Linked DNA regions of Mus musculus: all the other regions are linked to region 5. A link is a contact called in public HiChIP or PLAC-seq and Micro-C data. All regions are on one chromosome and are shown on one strand. The core of a region is the stretch at or near the end of the contact, and the rest is flanking DNA. Distances in the headings are between cores, read along the strand shown.

What was found. A called contact is a pair of places that touch in the nucleus more often than the background predicts. HiChIP or PLAC-seq counts read pairs in DNA pulled down with a chosen protein or histone mark.
Region 1: a contact with region 5 is called in an H3K27ac HiChIP or PLAC-seq map of microglia, with 4 times the contacts expected there. The contact joins the enhancer-like site here to the promoter of Gas1 in region 5. A contact is called at or near these places in 5 of 39 promoter capture datasets (cranial neural crest, embryonic stem cells, frontonasal cranial neural crest and 2 more), 1 of 484 Hi-C or Micro-C datasets (embryonic stem cells) and 2 of 115 datasets of contacts at active chromatin or transcription factors (microglia and stem cell-derived neural progenitor cells).
Region 2: a contact with region 5 is called in an H3K4me3 HiChIP or PLAC-seq map of neural progenitor cells, with 26 read pairs. The contact joins the enhancer-like site here to the promoter of Gas1 in region 5. A contact is called at or near these places in 17 of 39 promoter capture datasets (the 3T3-L1 cell line, 3T3-L1-derived adipocytes, the HPC-7 cell line and 11 more), 2 of 15 datasets of contacts at CTCF or cohesin (the NIH/3T3 cell line and stem cell-derived epiblast-like cells), 38 of 484 Hi-C or Micro-C datasets (the 3T3-L1 cell line, 3T3-L1-derived adipocytes, brown adipocytes and 27 more), 22 of 115 datasets of contacts at active chromatin or transcription factors (PVALB interneurons, VIP interneurons, astrocytes and 16 more) and 3 of 9 other capture datasets (adipose tissue, embryonic stem cells and pancreatic islet).
Region 3: a Micro-C map of embryonic stem cells shows a contact between it and region 5, with 7 times the contacts expected there. The contact joins the promoter of Dapk1 here to the promoter of Gas1 in region 5. A contact is called at or near these places in 8 of 39 promoter capture datasets (cranial neural crest, embryonic stem cells, frontonasal cranial neural crest and 4 more), 12 of 484 Hi-C or Micro-C datasets (Sertoli cells, cardiomyocytes, embryonic fibroblasts and 5 more), 5 of 115 datasets of contacts at active chromatin or transcription factors (astrocytes, embryonic stem cells and stem cell-derived neural progenitor cells) and 1 of 9 other capture datasets (adipose tissue).
Region 4: a Micro-C map of embryonic stem cells shows a contact between it and region 5, with 6 times the contacts expected there. The contact joins the promoter of Tut7 here to the promoter of Gas1 in region 5. A contact is called at or near these places in 14 of 39 promoter capture datasets (the 3T3-L1 cell line, 3T3-L1-derived adipocytes, the SN4741 cell line and 7 more), 7 of 484 Hi-C or Micro-C datasets (the 3T3-L1 cell line, embryonic stem cells, liver and 2 more) and 8 of 115 datasets of contacts at active chromatin or transcription factors (cardiomyocytes, craniofacial prominence, embryonic forebrain and 5 more).

The regions. Positions count from the first base shown.
Region 1 is chr13:60,618,756-60,622,883 of GRCm38.p6, reverse strand. All of the region lies in intron 2 of Dapk1 (death associated protein kinase 1), which reads right to left. Among named protein-coding and RNA genes, the nearest start is that of Dapk1, 19 kb to the right of the region's middle. Within about 2 kb of position 2,408, at least 44 of the 459 cell types and tissues checked have an H3K27ac peak or open chromatin away from gene starts, as enhancers often do. A contact at or near this core is called in microglia, where this site is marked.
Region 2 is chr13:59,909,631-59,913,558 of GRCm38.p6, reverse strand. All of the region lies in intron 1 of Gm19866 (a long non-coding RNA gene), which reads left to right. Among named protein-coding and RNA genes, the nearest start is that of Gm19866, 4.3 kb to the left of the region's middle. Within about 2 kb of position 2,583, at least 24 of the 459 cell types and tissues checked have an H3K27ac peak or open chromatin away from gene starts, as enhancers often do. A contact at or near this core is called in cortical neurons, nephron progenitors, neural progenitor cells and 5 more, where this site is marked.
Region 3 is chr13:60,600,598-60,604,574 of GRCm38.p6, reverse strand. Dapk1 (death associated protein kinase 1) reads right to left here and starts at 2,628. Exons shown (of 26, transcript NM_029653.3): 1 at 2,465-2,628; 2 at 1,979-2,150. The coding sequence starts at 2,040.
Region 4 is chr13:59,821,594-59,825,387 of GRCm38.p6, reverse strand. It overlaps Tut7 (terminal uridylyl transferase 7), which reads left to right and starts at 2,278. Exons shown (of 27, transcript NM_001373962.1): 1 at 2,278-2,755; 2 at 3,278-3,794. The coding sequence starts at 3,309.
Region 5 is chr13:60,175,748-60,179,600 of GRCm38.p6, reverse strand. It overlaps Gas1 (growth arrest specific 1), which reads left to right and starts at 2,066. Exons shown (of 1, transcript NM_008086.2): 1 at 2,066-3,853. The coding sequence starts at 2,660. The coding sequence ends at 3,814.

The DNA of each region.
Region 1 (4,128 bases), core at 1,159-3,658, 440 kb before region 5:
CTATATATAAGGCACACTGGAGCTGCAGAGATGGCTCAGTGGTTAAGAACAACTGACTGTTCTTGCACAGGACCAGGGTTCAATTCCCAGGATTCTCATGGCAGTTCACGACCATCTATAACTCCAGGGGAGTTCCAGGGGATCCAATGCCCTCTATTGGCCTCCATGGGCATCAGTTACACACATGGTGAACAAACATGTATGAGGTACAATCAATCCAACAGTGATCAGTTCACAAATGAGACGGCAAAAACTGTTAGGGGAAGACCTAGAAGATTCTGTGTTAAACAGCGGTCAGCCATGGGCCAGGGAGTGACACTATTAAGAGGTGTGGCCTTGTTGGAGTGGGCTTTCTCACTGGGTATGGGCTTTAAGATACTCATCCTAGCTTCCTGGAAGCCAGTATTGAGCTAGCAGCCTTCAGATGAAGATGTAGAATTCTCAGCTCCTCCTGCAGCATGCCTGCCTGGAAGCTGCCATGCTCCCACCTTGAACCTGTAAGCCAGCCCCAATTAAATGCTATCCTTTATAAGACTTGCCTTGGTCATGGTGTCTGTTCACAGCAGTAAAACCCTAATACTAAGACATGTACATATTTGTATCTCTAGTGTATGTCACACACATTAGTTGAGTATACACATATATGCATCTATATGTGCAGCTACCTACACATGTACAAATCTCCATGAATACATGCATGCTTGCAGACGCAGGCAGGATATTCCTTACAAGGAATGCTTACAAGTATAAGGGTTTCAAGCTGCCTATTTGGGGGGAGGGACGGATTTTGACATATTTACATGAATTGTACTTGCTAAACAGGGTAATTGTGATCACAGGAAATTTGGAATTTTTTTTTTAAGATGTGGGACTTGTTATTTCAAACTCTATTCTCTCCAATCTAACTTCTCTGACTCTGTTTTCCCCATGTATAAAAGCACAAAATCAGCAGCAGCCGCAAGGGTCAGAGAGAGACCCCTAATGAGCTGCATAATTATTACCAGGATTAGCATTCTTCCCTCCTGCAACTCCCCCCCCCCCCCCAAGTTATCTACAAAAGCCTTCTCCCAGCCAACTTTCCCTCTGCCCTGGCCTTCAAGCAGCTGGGTCTTCCTGTCTTCCACAGCTTCATCATCACAGGAAGAGATGAGAAGAGTGGCAGGGGTCTGGAAAACTGCTATGTCCCCTGCTGTCCCTGTCCATCTTCCCAGATCTTCCAACAGCTCACAAGTGACACTTCCTTCCCGACTCCCTGGGAGCCTGCAAGGCTAATTCACACCTTGCCCTGCTGGCAAGACTCCCAAACCCTGAGCACCAGACTTTCCCAGCTCGCTCACAGTATCCTGCTAAGAAGCTCTTCTTCCTGAATACATCTTGGGGAGTCTCCCATGGAGCCCCATCAGTCCGCAATTACATCCTGTGCTTTCAGAACCTGCACACACCTTCCCAGAATCAATTAAAACTTACCAGGAAGAAATCAACTCAACCCTCAGATCTTCCTTTTTGACACCTCTGCTTCCAACATCATTAAAGGTAGTGTGGTTTGGCAGGACTGTGGGCCTGGCTAACGGCTGTGGGCTACAGGCTTACCACCACGTTCTCTGAAACCTGAAGGTATCCAGCTGTGCTGAAGAAAGGTGTGCCGCAGATGTGTGTGGCACATGAACATCAGAACAAGGAGCCCCCTTCCCCTTCTTCAATAAAAACAGGATTGGCCAAGTTGTAAAATTCCAAGGATTGGGAATTTAAGTGTATTATTTGAGTCATATGCTGAGAAAAGCCAATGTGTTTAGGGGATCCTAGGGAAGAATTCATCCACTGCCTGAACCAACCTCGTCAGCAGAGTGTTGAGCACTCACAAGCCAGGGCCCCCCCAGACAGTCTGAACAGGGAAGCAGGTACAAGCCTACTTTATGCTTTTGTAATTTGTTTTCAGAAACAGTTTCATTACAGTTCAGGATGGCCTGATCAGCACCAAGTACTCCATGGAACTTCCAGTGATTCCGGTCAGCACCCTTAGATTCATCCAATCTCAGGTCACACCTCGTACCATGTCATCAGGCCTGTAACAGCTGTAGAGCTATAGCTTCAGTCCAAAACTCCCTGATTATAGCAATTACTGTCTTATTTGTTACTTTCTGAAGTACTTCTCCTTGCAAGAGACTGGCTATAAATAACCTCTGACTCTGAGTATTGTTACCATCCTGACAGGAACTGAGACTTTCTAAAGAGAGAGATACTTGTATCCTCCTGGGTTATCAGACCATTGAGACAATGGATCCCAAGAATTGAAATTTTCCCCAGGAACCCTCATATGGTGAAAGGCTGAAGCCAGTTAAACCAATTGTCTCTCCTTCAATAGTATTTACAACCTGTCAGAGTACACAGAAGATTGTCATTAGGCAATGACATAGGCCAAGAGACCACAACTCAACCCACTCTGGTTTTCTGCTTAAACCTACTCAGGTCAGCCCTCAGGTCAGCCCTCCCCACAACAAGACAGACTGGTGACAGTAGAGTCACAGGATCTCTTTGTCCCTCTTCGAAAAACCATCACATCGAATGCATCTCCGTTTTCTGCTCACTGTAACTGGCATATTCAATTGGCTCACAGAGGCCTGGTGGCCCAAACTGTCATATAAGGGCTACCAGATCTCATGTTCTGGCCCCAGTGAATCCAGTAACAGTATCACGCACATATGTGTGTGCAAACACACACTTGCCCAAGAGAGTGGCGTGGGAGAGTTGGAGTCACACGGCAGTGCACACTGGCCTAGGAAGGCACTGCTTTGATGCTCAGAAATGACTTTGTGAAGACCGTGAGATATAAACTCAGTAAACCAGAAGCACAGGGGAGTTCAGGGTGTTGGCAGGACAGATACCCAGCACCTGCCCCAACAGAGAGAAGGACAACAGAGCAAGCCAGTCGTCATCCTTTCCCTGTTATCACTGGTAGACGCCCTTCCCTGGTTATCGTCCCTTCTCCACCCATCTGCCTGTTGTTCTCTTTTCCCTGCAAAGGGAATCACCCTGTTCCCTACGGGGACTTCCTGTTATGTGCAGCTGGTGTGTGTGGGGGGGGGGGGGGGGTAACAGACGGGAGAGTGGGATCAGGACAGAGACACATGATGGTATCTCTTCTCCAAAGTGGCATGAGCTGGTGGCCCCAGATCAGCAGACATGCCATCAACTCCCTGCACTGCCAGAGGGTGCCGTGTACATTTCACCACCCCAAGGTTCTGGATCACGGGGACAGAGTCATTTTCCCACAGCAGCACCCCTTCCTTTAACAGCCTTACACATTGGCCCCAGTACCTCAGGCCCTTGCCACCTCCCAAGCATCTCCAATCCACTTCTACAGAAAGAAGCCCCCCAGAGTCTTCTCAGTAGATCTGAAACAAGTGCTGGGCCCCAGGGGTCAGTCAGCAGGAAGCACACATCATCCTCCCCGCTCTCCCCCCACCTCCCCACCCCCACCCCCACCCCCTCCAGAAGCCCTCAGAATTGAGCAGGTTATCTTTAAAAGCTCCCCTGTGTGGAGCAGCTGAGGAAATAATGAGGCTGAGGTGTGGGGAGCTCCCCGTGGTTACCCCATCCCACTTGCTGGAAAGGTGGAAAGAAAGCAAAGAGTTATCTAGCTTTGACTGAAAACTGGGAAGCAGGCCTGAACAGCAACAGGAAGCCCACACCTGGCGATCAGGTTAAAAGCAGTTATAAAATAAGACCAATAAGCCCCACTGGGAGGGAGAGGTCTTAGAGTTGGATCAAGGAGATCCAGGGGCAACAGGCCAGCCCTGGTGAGGGGCTCAGAGTCCAGAGGCACACCTGCATTTGCAGGGAGCCCACCCTGGGCCCTTGCCTGGAGGGTGGCGGCATGCAGCAAGAGCTGGCCACACTCAGCCTCCGGCTGGCTGGAACCCAGTGAAGACAGAGAAGAAAGTGGGGCCAGAGACCTCAACCAGTTTCCACACAAGCACAAGGGCAGAATCTGGAGCTTGATCAGACAGTGTAGACACTTCGATAGTATCCAGCAGCAAGAGCCCAGTTTATCCATGCCCCTTCCCATGCAAGGAGGAGATACTGGAGATCCGTGAGAATCTAAACTGTCCCAAGGAGTGCTCTGTGCTG
Region 2 (3,928 bases), core at 1,334-3,833, 270 kb after region 5:
TGGGCAGAAGAGCGGTAGGTTGGGCTTCAATTCCTGGGGCTTGTGGTCTGAAGCAGGGAACCGAGGATGAGGAGAGGGGTGAGGAAAAGAGGAGAAGGCACCATGGAGTAAGGGGTTCTGAGAACTGGCCACAAGGGCTGACCAGTATGAGTAAGAGCGGTCCAGGAGGAACACAGCAAGTCACATCTTCTGGTTATTGGCAGGGAAGTGGACAAAATAGCATAGAGAGTAGACATCTGCCCAGCTCTAGTGCTGTCTAAGGCTTATTATAAATATAAAAGTTGTGTGTCTTTTATCTGGGAACAAAATGATCTAAGGCAGGGTAGAAAACCCAATGAACAATAATATTAACTACAACATCTCTCTGTCTCTATAACTCTCTGCCAGTCTCTCTGTCTCCCCATCCCACCCCCTCTTTCTGACACGGTTTAGCTGTGCAGCTCAAGCTGACCACAAACTCACGCTTCTTCTACCTCAGCTGCAAAGCACTGCTACTACAGGCATGTGCCACCAGGCTCACCAGGACATAGTTCCAGCTTAAACGGTTTCAGCTAACAGTGGGTTGATCTGGATTCACCCCACCTCACACTCACACAAAGCCAATGCCATGAGGGTTGAGTATTTCTAGTAAAGCATTGAACACTGGACTGAAGGTAAACAGGAAAACTGTGATATGCACGCTCACTACTCAGCTGCCCAGCTTGAGGCATCTCTGTATAGTTATACAGAGATACACATACTTGCATACATACACATACATGCATACACACAAACATACATAAACACACATGCACATACATACATTTATACATGCAGATACACACACATACATTTATACATGCATACACACATACGTGCACATACACATACATACATGCATGCATACACAAGCATGCATGCATACACACACACATACATGCATGCACACATACATGCATGCACACATACATATACACATGCACAGGCACACATTTCTGTTATCACACATACATGCATATACTCATGCATGCATATATACATACACACATAGCCACATACATGCATAATGCATGCACACATACATACACACATGCACAGGCAGATATTTCTGTTATCACACATACATGCATATACACATGCACACATACATACACACACATGCACACATTTCTGTTATATAACCAGATGTCACAAAACTGGTCATTTATGCATGTGCCACACCCCCCACTCCATCTATCTGGTGTGAACTCCTTCTCTATCAAAGTTCTTTAGACCTGCTTGGGACCCAGAAGCTTTGTTTCACAGTCCATTCTGTGCTGATCTTGGCCAAAGCTATGGAGGACAGAAGCTGGCTACATCTCTATCATCCCATTTTATCTCTTCTCCAAACACAGAGCCCACTTCCTTAAAAAACTGTTACCCATGGAGCTGACTCACCCCATCCCATCCAATGTCATCCCTCCTCAGCCCACTGCTGCCTCAGGAGGCCACCCCTGCAGCCCATGGTCAGTCAGAAAGTCAGAACTTCTGCCACATGTTTATGTTTGCAGCATCTGGGGCAAAGAAGAAATGTCAGCAGTGAGCATGGAAAGAGACAGGATGGGGTGTCCTGTTGAAAGGGACCTGTACTGGCTGATTTTGTGTGTCAACTCAACACACGCTAGAGTTATCACAGAGAAAGGAGCCTCCCTTGAGGAAATCCCTCCATGAGGTCCAGCTGTAAGGCATTTTCTCAACTAATTATCAAGGGTGGGAGGGCCCATTGTGGGTGGTGCCATCCCTGGGCTAGTGGCAAGCAGAGAAAGCCAGGGGAAGCAAGCCAGTAAGTAACATCCCTCCATGGCCTCTGCATCAGCTCCTGCTTTCTGACCTGCTTGAGTTCCAGTCCTGACTTCCTTTGGTGATGAAGAGCAATATGGAAGTGTGAGCTGAATAAACCCTTTCCTCCCCAACTTGCTTCTTGGTCATGATGTTTTGTGCAGGAATACAAACCCCGACTAAGACAAGACCCCAAAGAGAGAAAAGTTCATCTGATCTAGGGGTTCTCAACCTTCCTATGCTGCAACACCACCACCCCCTTTTTTTCAGAGCTGAAGACCAAACCTTGCCTTGCACTTGCTAGGCAAGTGCTCTAGCACTGAGCTAAATCTCCAACCCCTTCTGCACCCCTTTAAAACAGTTCCTCAGGTTGTACTGACCCCCAACAGTAAAATTACTTTTGCTACTACTTCATAACCATAATTTTGCTACTGTTATGAATCATAATATAAATATTTTCGGAGATAGAAGTGTGCCAAAAGGAGCCATGACTAACAGGTTAAGAACCATTGATCTGAATGCAGAGAAAACCAAGTTTGAAAGCGTCTTTTGACCCCTGGATCAAGATGTGCCTGAAACTCAACCCCAATCTACTATGAACCTTTTCAGTTAAGAATCATTAGAGTCTCCTCTTCCCTCTGGTCTGAATGAATTGGGTATTCTGTCACTCGAAACCAAGAGAAGCTGATTGATAAAACCCCTTTGTGTGTCACTGCAGAGGCCTGGTGTCTTTTTATGGTCTGCTCTGGCGAGACTCCAGGCTTAATCTCTTTCCCAGCCAGTGCCTGCCCTTGCAGCAGTCCCCTCTTCTGTCTTCCGAGTCACAATCCCCTTTCTCTACATTCTGTTCTCCACAGTACAGATGTCTAATAGCTGTCTTCGCTCAACTTCTCCTGGGGATATTTGCATGTTTTAGACTCACTACTCTGACCAGCTCTCTGGGCAGAGCCAGCAGTTCCGTAGTACGTGGGGCTGGAAGGAGATACTGGAGACAAAGTTTCACCCTGCACCTGCTCGGTAAGACTGTGGATCCAGAGCTACCCACAGGGCTTATTCTCCTAATTAATTGGAAGGTCGCATTTGTATTGTTTTGTTTGTTGTTGCTAGGGAGGGACTCTTTGAAACTCTAAGCTCCCCTCTGGCTGGATGACTCTCCAAAAATCTCTACCTTAATTTAAACAAGGCACAAAAGAGCCTTCCTGCAAATGCTTGCTTACTTAAAGCTTCAAAAGCAAAATCCCTGCCAAAATTTCAGAACTGCAAATGGTTGCACCCAGAACTGTCAGCCATCAGAAGAAATCACTCAGATATGTAGAGGGCACCATCAAAATTAATCCTTCCTGCCTCCATCTGTCTGGACAGAGACCGGGAGGCAACCTGTGGAGCTGGTGCCTGCAGGCCTGGGCCTCACACTGGGACATTCACTGTAACTCAAGGCAGTAATTTTACACATACACACTAGTCAACTGCAAGTGTGTGTGTGTGTGTGTGTGTGTGTGCCTTTGCCTTCATATAAGCAAGGTTTCCATCAATATACACAGGTCATTTCACATCAACTAAAAGGGAGTGACCATTTCATTATAATGTAAACTACAGGACAGAAGAAAATGGTAAACCTTGAATTGCTGTCCCCACAGTGCAAACCTGTTCCCTCTTGTTTATTTCACCTCAGATGAAAACAAACTCTTGTGGGGCCTCTAAACTTCAAGAAGTCACCACTGCTGGGACTTCCTGGACCGTGGCTTCCTGACATATCTTGGCATACTTTCCATTGTGGACCAGATACCCAATGGCTTCATCTAGCTCTATTTTCTACTAGGAAACATCTCCATTTCTGCTCACGGTTGCCTCCCATTTCACACTTTCTTTCTGCTTACAAGTTGCCCTAGCCCTCCTTTCTGTCACTGTAATAAAGACCATGAACCAAAGCAACTTGGGGAGGAAAGAGTCAGCTTACAACTCCCAGGTCACACTCTTGCATTGAAGGATGTCAGGGCAGGAAGTCAAAGTAGCGTTAAAGGAGAAGAGATCCTGCTTACTGACTTGCCTTCGAGATCATGTTGGCCTACTTTGCTTACACAGTTTAGGACCATCTGCCTAGGGCCGGAACTGCACACAGTGGACTGGACCC
Region 3 (3,977 bases), core at 1,379-3,878, 420 kb before region 5:
TCAGGCCACATACCTGTCTCTTTCCATTTCTCTGCCTGTGAGCCCCTCCCTCCACTCCCAGTCTTCCAGAGACATATGACATCACTCGTGCCGCATCTTCTCTGCCCGTGCCCCTCCCATCAGAGCTTCTTTGGCAGAAGTGATGATGTCCAAGACAGGATAAAACCACAGGTTGTGGGACATCCTTAGAAAAAGCCAACCTTTACCTGCTTCACATTTTGGCAAAATCAAGAGCAGCTATCACAATAGCTGTGCATTTTCTTTCTTAAAAATCCCAACTCCCAGTTACTCCAGAACACCTCTTCAAGATTCCTAGGTCGCATGAATTATTAAACAAACAACTCATCAATTAGTCTTTCATGGAGAATAGTTAGACACAGAAGCATAGACAAGAGCCAAAATCAGAGAGAAACATTAGTGACAAATGAGCGAACCGCCATCCCTGTCATTACAAGCTCGAAGTGAAGATCAAAAATCCACTTGCTAACCACAGGGACGCCCCACCCCCTCCCCTTTCTCTTAATCCATGGAAGAAGGATTTTAAGGGAAACAAAGTCGATGAATTTCATTCATAAAGCAATCAGCTCACCTAATTTTTTTCCCATCCCTTTTCGCAAGATCATTTCTAGAATGTGTTAACCTCACAGAAATGGTATCAAACCCTTTTTTCCCCACCCTTTTTTATTTTCTAAACACCCCCCACCCCCTCCACACACACATATTCATCTTGCTATAAACCATAGAAGGAGAGTGGCTGAATTCCAGTTAAATCAAGTATTTCAACCGCACACTCAACCTCAGTCTTCTCCATACCCACGAAATGTGATCTTTCAGAACCCTGCCTTTTATTTACTTACTAAGATTTAAGATAATAGTATTGTCTTCCTCTGCACAGGCTCCACCGATGCCTCCAGGCTACACTGAACTTACACACATCCTGTACAGTAACTCTTTAGACCTCTCTCTTTCCTGGGCTGTCTGGATTATTACAAAGTTTTGGTTAGATATCTTTCAAAATCCTATTAGGTAATAGGTCTTCCCCCCCACCCCCACCCCCACCCCTTTTCAGTTCCCTGCCCATGAATTAAAAAAGAAGCTTGGTATGAGGCCATGGGGTATATATGGAAAAATACAAACTTCAATACACACTCTGTGTGAGTAATTGCAAGTACGTTTGTTTATAAGCCCGTTTGCCTGCTTCTGTCACAATGCCAATACACAAATTTCACAAGACAAATTTTAAATCTAGGTATGAACACTGGGCTCTCTGCGCACACAGCAGAGATCAATACACTCGGTGGGCTAATGGATACCCAGCACTCGTCAAGGGCTCCCAGTGAAATCTTCTTTGTGCACCTAGACACTGACACACTCTGCTCAGCATCGCACCCCCCACAGCGTGTTGGTACGCTCTGAATCTAGACAGCCGCCATAAATGACACCGAAGCCACCACTAACCAAGCCGGGAATTAAATTCCTGGTTGGAAGAAGTTTCAAAATCCAAGGCCAACATCTGGCAAGTTCCACGCCTGCCTACCAATCCTGGCTGGTGTTGCACTGAAAATTAGCACAAGGGGAGAGAATTGTTTAAGTGCCCATTAATTAACTTGTACGCCGCTTAAAACACACATGGGTGGTCCCTCCAGTTGCAGTTAGAATCTTTGCGTTTGCCTCATTGTCTCAAAAGGGTGAAGGCTGACAGGAGTTAGTAGTGCACACAATGAAGTCTGTTCTTATCCAGGGATTCTGACCATACCCTGTGCACAGTAACTGCACTGTGGGTTGCCTCTCCACCCCTCAGATCAGGCAGTTTATTCATGGTCCCTGGCTTTAGCTGGTTAGGCACCGGTTCCTCTGCTATCCGCCCATCTCAGAGAAGGGCCAGTCAGGGACATGCCCGGTTTAAGCAGCATCTGTTTATCGCGCAGTGCCCCCCACCACACACACACCGCGCGCTTCCGTCACCCCTTCCTGGTACCTGCCCAGTTCCTCGCCGGTGTCGTAGTAGTCGTCCACGTTTTCCTGCCTGAACACAGTCATGATAGACTGTCACGCCTCACCAAAGCCCAGGCCACTCCGGCTCCGCGGCCCGAACCATCCCCACCGCCGCCTCGCTGCTGCGAGCCCCTCATGCACCAAGCCGCAGACCTCTGAAAGACATGGGGAGAAGAATGAGACGGTAAACTCTAAAAAATCGGGGTCCCAGGGGCTGGGTCCCGATCTCGAGGCCTCCCGCGGGCAGGGGCCACGCGCCCTTTGTTAAGTCTAGGCTGGGGGACCCCCACACCCCGCATTGCCGCGCCCCAGCCCCGTGCCTGCGGTTCCCGGGCTCCTGCCTCCGCCTCCGGACAACGTGGGGACAGCTCGGGGAAGGGACACAAAGCGCCCTGCCCCGCCACCTGTTCCCCCGCCCGGCGCCCCGGCCGCCCTCCCGCTCCTCCCACTGCCTGCGGCGGCCACTCACCCGGTCCCGCAGCTGTCGCTTCGTGCGCCCTGAGCCCCGCGGCGGGTCCAGGTCCCCGGCAGCTCCGAGCGGCCTCCGCTCCTTGCGTCGGGCGCAGCTCGGCCCCGCGGGGACGCAGCCACCACCTCCTCCGCGCCCTCCTCCTCCGCTGCGCTCGCGGCTCCTCCCGGTCCGCGCTCCCGCCCCGCCGCGCGCACCCCGCACACACCCACTCGCCCGCACCGAGCGCGCGCCCCACCTGTGACTCGGCGCCCGGCTGCCCTCTGCCGCCCGCTTCGAAGAAGCCGGAGGCTTTCGTCCTCTCAGAGTGTGAACCCAAGGATCCGTGTGGGCCAGGCGACGTGCTCCGTGCCTGGAAAACCACAAAAAAAAAAAAAAAAAAAAAAAAAAAAATAGAGCAGAAATCAATAAAGTCCTGCCCCGGAGGCGCCCACACCCCGATGGAAACGATAGCAAACAAATAGCTTATAAATGAGGTCGCTCTGTTCTTCTGTGTTGACAACAAAAACCGAGAGAGGACAGCAGGGGCCTCATCAGAGGGGGCGTCTCCCGCCGCTTGTTTTGAGCTGAGATGTCTGAGATCCAGGGAGAAAAAGGTTGAACTATCACAGGCTGTCAGTACTGTGGTTGCTCAACTGAAACACAGCGAGTCCAGCTTGAGCTGTATTAAGCTTTCAATACACACCAGACACTGTTTAAGACTGTGTTAAAAAAAAAAAAAAAAAAAAAAAAAGAACGAAAATCGCCGTATGTGTGTCTTTATATTAGCTACATGTCAAAATGATGGTGCTTTGGACCTATCGGGTTAAATAAAACTTTATTAAAATAGTTACACTCGCTTTGTTTTGTTTGCTTGTTTGTTTTACAGTCAGAACAGTAGCCATTTACCTTGCATTGGATTGCTGAGGACTGGCCAGTCTGCGCAGACACTCTGGGTCCACCCGTGAAACCATTATGTCTCTCTCCCCGTGCTCCTGACTTAATAAAGTTCCTAAAGGGGATTCTATCCTGCTGCCTAGAATCGCCAAGGTTCATCCGTGAACCTGCCAAGAGTTCATATCCACACCACTGCTCAAACTCTCCATTCAACAGATATTTTCAACCGTGGAGGCTTGGGCCTAAAAGAACAAAGAGAAGCAAAAGAATGTATCAGATCCTAATCTTAACTCCGTCTCCAGCTAGGAGTGGTAGCACACACCTGTAATTCCAGCACATGGGTGAAGAAAACAGGAAGATCAGGAGCTTAAGGCCAGCCTCAGCTGTAGGAAAAGTTGAAGGTGAGGCTGGAGTACGCATCTCCAAACAAACACAAACAGCAAAAAGGTATTCCTAACGGCCCAAGGAAAGAGTCCAGCGGGCACGATAGAAGAAGGAGATTAGAATGTGCCACTGGCCTAAGTGCTAAGATGGAGAGTCAATACAAGAAGATCTTGAGAATTGACAAATACAATAAAAATAACAACAGCAACCAAAAACAACAACAACCAAATAAATAGAAGGGTGATTTACTTGG
Region 4 (3,794 bases), core at 1,029-3,528, 350 kb after region 5:
CTGCTCTTAACCACTGAGTCACTTCTACAGCCCCTGAAGATGCATATCTCTCTCTATTTGGGATTTATTTTTAATGTGTATGAGTGTTTTGCTAACATATTGTCTATACACATGTGTATCTGTTGCCCCATAGAGGTCAGAAGAGGGCCATGGAACCCCTGGAACTGAAATTATGATCAGTAGTGAACTAGTATGTTGGGGCAAGAGTAATAAATTCTCAAAAACAACTGAGCCATATCTCCAGCACTCAACATGAACCTTAAGAGCAACTATTTAAAATAGGAAAAGACTACGGATATATATTGAAGAGAATGCATATAAAATATTCTAAATCCTTAGAACAGTGTGTGCTGTGTACTTCCTCTAGGGTTCTAGGAACCAAGGACTTACCTAAGCCAGGACTTCAGAGATTACTCACCTGGGTGTGGTGACGCGGCTTTGGCCCATCATAAATATAATGATGCATCGTCAGCTCCCTTTGGACTCGATGAAATGCCACTGTCTGCCTGGCAAACAGATTATTAGTTTGGCTCCGATGAATTTTCAGAACAAAAGACATCTACATAAGAGGCTATCACAAATGTTTTAAGAGTATGTTTCAAGTCACACAGAGCTGCTAAGAACACATGCTTCCCGCTGGTGAAGGTTTGGATTTCAATCAGGTCTCCTTAAGGGCCAAGCTTTGCCATTGGTTTTTCCCCTAGAGTACTTTCTAATGTACCTTCGTCCTTTCTGAAGGGTGTGTGTGTGTCCTTGTGTGTGTGTGTGTCTGTGTGTGGGCATGCAGGTGCTGGTGGAGTCCACTCGTGTCAGATCCCCTAGGAGACCAGTTATAGACAGCTGTGAGCAACCACCTTGGGTGATGGGAAGTGAAATTTGCTCCTCTGTAAAAGTAGCAAATCTTCTCACCCATTCCCTCAGCCCCCTCATTCTCTTAATACGTCTACATTGCTTGGTGGTCAGAGTCTGATACATGGAACTTTTACTGTCAGTGACAGGAACTCTCAAGTTATATTCAGAACAGCTACTAGCTGTGGGACCCTAGAGAAAGATGGCTTTCTGGGAAGGCTTGTCTGGCCTCAGTGGGAGAGGATGTGCCTTATGATACCAGGGTTGGGCAATGAAGTGGGGGGGGGACACCCTCTCAGAGGTGAAAGGAGGGGTCCTGGGGAAAGGAAGGGGGAGGGGGGAACCAGGATGCAGCATTTGGAATGTAAATACTTTTTTTTTTTTCCGAGACAGGGTTTCTCTGTGTAGCCCTGGCTGTCTTGGAACTCACTCTGTAGACCAGGCTAGCCTTGAACTCAGAAATCCCCAAACCCACACAGCAAGAGGAAACTGACAAAACAAGTTGGTTGTAGAATATCAACCATTTAGCTATGTCTCTTTTGCTTTTTAAATTTCAATTGTATTCCTTTCTTCCTGAACTAGTAGGATTGAGTTAGTATTTATTTACAGTTTTAAAGACAGTTTCTTGGAATAGCAAAGGCTGTATGCATTCTTCACTTTAAGACTGTTGGCTAAAGAACCCAATGGATTTAAATTTATACTTTGTAGAGGTAGAAATGAAAACTGCCTTATTTTTTCCAGCACTTCTATTCATTAGTTGCTTGAGGCTTTCAAGGCATGTAGGACACTTTAGATAACAATGAATGTTCAATTAGAAAAAAAAAAAGCAACTCTGTGTTGTTTGCTAAGTTTTTGTTTTTTGTTTTTTTGAGACAGGGTTTCTCTGTGTAGACGTAGCTGTCCTGGAACTCACTCTGTAGACCAGGCTGGCCTCGAACTCAGAAATCTGCCTCCCTCCAAGTGGGATTAAAGGCATGTGCCACCACTCTCCGGCTGTTTGCTAGTTCTTAAAGAAAAAAAAAAGTTGAATCTCTTTCTACCCCCAGGTCGAGCTTAATCCAGAGGTTTAGGCCGCTGAACTTCCTTCAAGGTCGTTCACAAGGCCCTCACTGAAACTTGGAGCCACTCGGAATTATAAAAAGACCCAGCTTCCCGAGCAGCCACAGAGGGGCGTCGGGGGAACCCGAAAGCACTGGGCGACGGATCTCGCAGGTAGCTAGGGAGCAACCCCGGACCTCTGCGCCCGCACCCGCGGCGCGCCCCCGGCGCTGGGAGGAACCTGGGCGGCGCGCGCTTCCGGTGCGCGCTTCCGGCCAGCCGCGGAGCGCGGGGCGGGGACACCGCAGTCTTCCAATCGCGCACAATGAGACGGCGCTGAGCGCCGGAAGTGGGGCTGAAGGAAAACACGGTGAGGAGCCGGGCCCGGACAGGAAGCGGCGGGGGACCGCAGCGGCGCTGGTGAGTGCTCCGGGGCGCCGTCTCGTCGCGTCCCTCCGGGACTCGCCTCCGGGCTGGGCCCGTGGGTTCCCCCCGCCCCCAGAAGCGTATCTGCCCGGCCCCGAGGTACGTTGGCGCCGTCCTTCTCCGGCCGCCTCGGCCCGGCTGTGCGCCCGGAGCCCTCGGGTTCGAGTCCGCGTCTTCACTTTGTGTCGGGGCTCCGGCCCTGGTCCGGGGAACCCCGGAACCCTGTCAATGGCCGGGCGCTTCCTGCTTCCTATTCCCCACGGCGGCTTCGTGGCCAGTAGCGCGGAACCGCCTCCTCCTTCGCCTGGGGACTCCGCTGGTGGAAACTGAGGCACACAGGGGTGGGGCAGCCGAATGGGGAAGGAAAAGGAGTGTCATCCTGCGGAGGATTGTGGTTGGTGACGAAACTGGACTTGTCTGGGGCTGGGGACTGAGAAGTCGGGTAAGTCAGCTGGCGTTGTCCCTTGGTCGGAAGCCTGGACCCTTAGAGCGGTACCTTAGTGGGAAGTGCTGTCCCTTCGCCCAGCGGTCGCGCCGGGTTGAAAAGCGAAGCTTAGAGTGGGGGCTGATCGAAACTGAAATCTGCTCACATAGTTTCGGCTACTTTGATACCTAAAAGTAATTGCCAACTTTAAAAAAAAGAAATAGATTTGGGAGTTTTGTAACAGTGTTGACTTAGGATGTTTACTTTGAAGAGAGGTGCTTTCGTTACATAGAAGTTACTTCTTTAGTTTCTGAGACTATAGAAGTGTCTTCAGATTTAGTCTTTGTATTAAATAAGGACCAGTTTTTATGAACACTGTAACTTCTGGAATGCATTAATTATTAGGAATGTGGTAACAATTTAATTTTTAAATGGGGGAAGATAAAGGCTTCAGGGCACCCGTGTGTTACTTTGAGTATTTGGTATGATATTATTTTACAATTTTGTTTTGTTCCCCCCTCCCCCAATGCCTTCTTTCAGGTACAAAGTAAGAAAGTTGAAGTCAAAGACCATGGGAGATACAGCAAAACCTTACTTTGTGAAGCGCACTAAAGACCGTGGAATTATTGATGATGATGATTTCAGAAGGGGCCATCCCCAACAAGATTATTTAATAATGGATGATTATGCTAAAGGCCATAGCAGTAAAATGGAAAAGGGCCTTCCAAAAAAGAAGATATCACCCGGGAACTATGGGAACACCCCCAGGAAAGGACTGTATGGGGTTTCCAGCAATCCATATGCATTTAAAAACCCAATTTACAGTCAGCCTGCTTGGATGAATGATAACCACAAAGATCAAAATAAAAAATGGCTATCTGATGAACTCGCTGGTAATGCAGACAGCTGGAGAGAGTTCAAGCCCGGACCTAGGATTCCTGTCATAAGCCGCTCAAGGAAGGAATCCTTTCAGGAAAGTGACGATGCCTACAGGTGGCAGGAGGGGAGAGGCTGCAGAGCTGTGAGAAGGCTGTTTCAGAAAGACCTCAGCAGCCTA
Region 5 (3,853 bases), core at 817-3,316:
CACACACACACACACACACACACACACACACACACACACACGCACGCACGCACACACGCACGCGCGCACACGCACACGCGCACGCACGCACATGCACACACACGCACACGCACACACACACACGCGCGCGCGCGCACACACACACACGCACACACACGCACGCACACACACACACACACACACACACACACACACCGCCTTAAATCTTGTTGGAAATGCAGACTTTCAGGCCCTCCAGGGTTTTAGCTGTCAGAGATTCAAAGAGTTAGGAATCCAGATATGAACACAAGGTCTCCAGATGATTCTCCTGCAGGGTGTCTTGAGAGCTCTCTAAAGAAGCCAGAAGATGCATCCCAGGGCTGGCTTTCTTCTTAGGAGCTCAGGATCACAGATTGTTAAGGATAAAAAAGGACCTTAGCAAGTGAGCAATCTGACCTCAAAGCAAGTGGCCTGGAGCTCTCAGGATCTAACTAGCTGTCCTTAAACTTGCAGCGATCCTCCCGCTTCTGCCTGGGATAAACAGGCTTGCTGTACCACATCTGGCTAGTTTTTAAGGATAGATTTGCGTTTGTTTTCTATTACTAAATTCATGGTCCTAACCATGAATTAGGGTTAGGGTAGGAGCACGGTGGCTTCACACAGCTCAGTCTGCCTCTCTCATCCTGTGAGGTTTCAGAGACAGCTTCCTCAGCCTAGGCAGCCAGCTTTTCCCAAAAGCCAGGTTAATCCGTCAGGCCCTCACTCTCGCCCTTTCAAACTCTTTAACTCTTTGGAGAGGTGGACAGTCCACTTTCTGAACGCACTGCAGCTGGGGCTTCCTTTGCTTCAGCAGCGATTTAGCCTTAAATTTTGTGACAGACTGAGTTGATAGTCTCACCATGGAAAGGGGAGAGGAAGGAGCCAGTTTTTGACAGGCCACAGACTCGCGGTGCCTCTAGTGGCCAAAAGCTGCATTGCGCCACAGTTAAGGTCGCTTGAGAGAGTCCTGCTCTGACTGCAAAGCCCGCTCTGCTGGTGGCTTTTGCTTTAAACACAGCGAGGAACTGAAACGTGCAGTTTAAAGCACGTAGCGGGTCAATTTACCCTCGTCCTCTGTGCTGTAACTGCAGCCAGGTGGTAGCGCTCAGCATTCCCAGGGTTTTTAATGCTAAGATTTGTCATTGCCGTTCGTATTTAAAAAAAAAAATCGTGAGTAAAGAAATAGTTTCAGTTCTTTGGATTTCTTAGTTTGAAAACGATGTCCAGTGCGAGGGCCTTACCTGCCGGAAAGGGGGACTGAAAGCTGGTGGAAAGTGTCCTTCTTGTGGTGGTGGTAGAGGTCGTGGTTGTGATGGTGGCTCGGTGTGTGTGTGTGTGTGTGAGAGAGAGAGAGAGAGAGAGAGAGAGAGAGAGAGAGAGAGAGAGAGAGAGAGAGAGACAGAGAGAGAGACAGACAGAGAGAGACAGAGAGAGAGACAGACAGAGAGAGAGACAGAGAGAGACAGACAGAGACAGAGACAGAGAGAGAGAGAGAGAACCCGTGTGTGCCCGCGCGCGCAATCTGTGTCTAAGTTTTTAAAGTCTTACAATGAATTCTCAAAACTCCCTGCCTTCGCTATACCCCCCGAGGTGATCAGAACTCAGAGATGAGGAGCCTGAAAATTAAAGTGACTTTCGAACTTTCTCGGATGCAAAGATGGGGGATCAGTAAGAATTAATAAAAGTGTCCCCCCACCCAAACAAAAAGGGGGCGGAGGAAGGGAACAAAAAGGCCGGTGGCTGAGCCGGATGCAGGCAGCTGGCCCTAAGCCCTGCCCGCTGGCTCTGTGCGCGAGCTGGGGTTCGGTATCCCAGCCTCCTGAAGAGTGGGAGGAGCTGGGCCTGTGTCAGGCTCCCTAAGCCGTTCCTTTCAAGCCCTGAATGCCTGAATGTGAGCTGCCCACCGCCCTCCCCCACTCTGCAGCCCCACTCCAGCGGCTCGGAAAAAAAAAAAAAAGTTTCAACAACAACAGGCTGGACCAATAGCAGCTCGCAAAGCCGGGGAAGGGGGCCGAGCAAAGGGCGCCGGAGAGTGGAGAAAGGAGAAAGCGGGCAAGCCTGGAGCGCGCGGGGCCAGGGCTCGGCGAGCCGGAGGAGCGTTGCTAATGTTTTTGTTTGTTTGCTTTTCTATGCATGCATAATGAGGGGGCGCCGCGGCACCACACGGGGGCTCCCGGCCCACTTTTGTATTTAAAGCCTCGCGGCGAGCTAGTCCGCAGCCGGGCTCCGCGGATCCGCTCCCCAAGCTCCGGGTCTCGGAGCAGAGAAACGCTCCGAGTTTCGGGGTCCTCCCTGCGCCTGGCGCCCAGAACTTCCCGGAGCGCGGCCCAGACCGGGGTAGAGGGGGAGGGGACCAAGCGTCCTGGCCGCGGGAAGGCGGGATGCCAGAGCTGCGAAGTGCTACGCGCCGCTGAGCCGGGAACCGAGGAGCCGCCGGCCGCACGACTGTCTGCAGGCGCCTAGCACCATGCACCCCCGGCGCCGCGCGCTCCTGCAGCTTCGCCGCGTCCCCCCGGAACGGCACTGAGCGCCTCCAACCGTCTACCGGACCCGGACCTGCGTCGCCGCGCTTCTCAGGGAGCCCCGGCCGCGGTGCCGGAGCGAACACCCGCCTTTACCAGCCGCGGGGCCGCCGGCATGGATGGATGAGGACGCCCATGCCAGAAGTGCGCGGAACTCGGACAAACTTTTCCAGCGGCCCCGCGGCCGCCACCCGAGCCTCGTCTCCGCTCCGCACCGCGTCCGGCGGCCGCTGCTGCCCGCGATGCTAGCCGCGCTGCTGGGCGGCGCCGGGGCCCGCACGGGGACCTTGCCGGGCGCCTTGCTGTGCCTGATGGCGCTGCTGCAGCTGCTGTGCTCGGCACCGCGGGGCTCGGGGCTAGCGCACGGCCGCCGCCTCATCTGCTGGCAGGCGCTGCTGCAGTGTCAGGGCGAGCCCGACTGCAGCTACGCCTACAGCCAGTACGCCGAGGCTTGTGCGCCGGTGCTAGCGCAGCGCGGCGGGGCTGATGCTCCGGGGCCCGCCGGCGCCTTCCCCGCCTCGGCCGCGTCCTCGCCGCGCTGGCGCTGCCCGAGCCACTGCATCTCGGCGCTTATCCAGCTCAACCACACGCGCCGCGGGCCCGCGCTGGAGGACTGCGACTGCGCGCAGGACGAACACTGCAGGTCCACCAAGCGCGCCATCGAGCCCTGTCTGCCGCGCACCAGCAGCGTGGGCCCGGGCGCGGGAGCGGGCTCGGTCATGGGCTGCACTGAGGCCCGGCGGCGCTGCGACCGGGACAGCCGCTGCAACCTGGCGCTCAGCCGCTACCTGGCCTACTGCGGCAAGCTTTTCAACGGGCTGCGCTGCACAGACGAGTGCCGCGCGGTCATCGAGGACATGCTGGCCGTGCCCAAGGCGGCGCTGCTCAACGACTGCGTGTGCGATGGGCTGGAGCGGCCCATCTGCGAATCGGTCAAAGAGAACATGGCCCGCCTGTGCTTCGGCCCAGATGCGAGCAACGGTCCGGGCAGCAGCGGCTCGGACGGGGGCCTGGACGACTACTACGACGAAGAATATGACGACGAGCAGCGCGCTGGGGCCGCGGGCGGCGAGCAACCCCTGGACGACGACGACGGCCTTGCGCGCCCGGGCGGCGGCGCTGCTGCGGCGGGCGGCCGCGGAGACTTGCCCCACGGTCCCGGGCGCAGGAGCAGCAGCAGCGGCAGTGGAGGCCACTGGGCGAATCGAAGCGCCTGGACCCCGTTTGCCTGTTTGCTGCTGCTGTTGCTCCTGCTGCTCGGGTCACACTTGTAGCTCCTGCGCCCCTGCTGCAGGCTGCTCCAGGCCGGTATG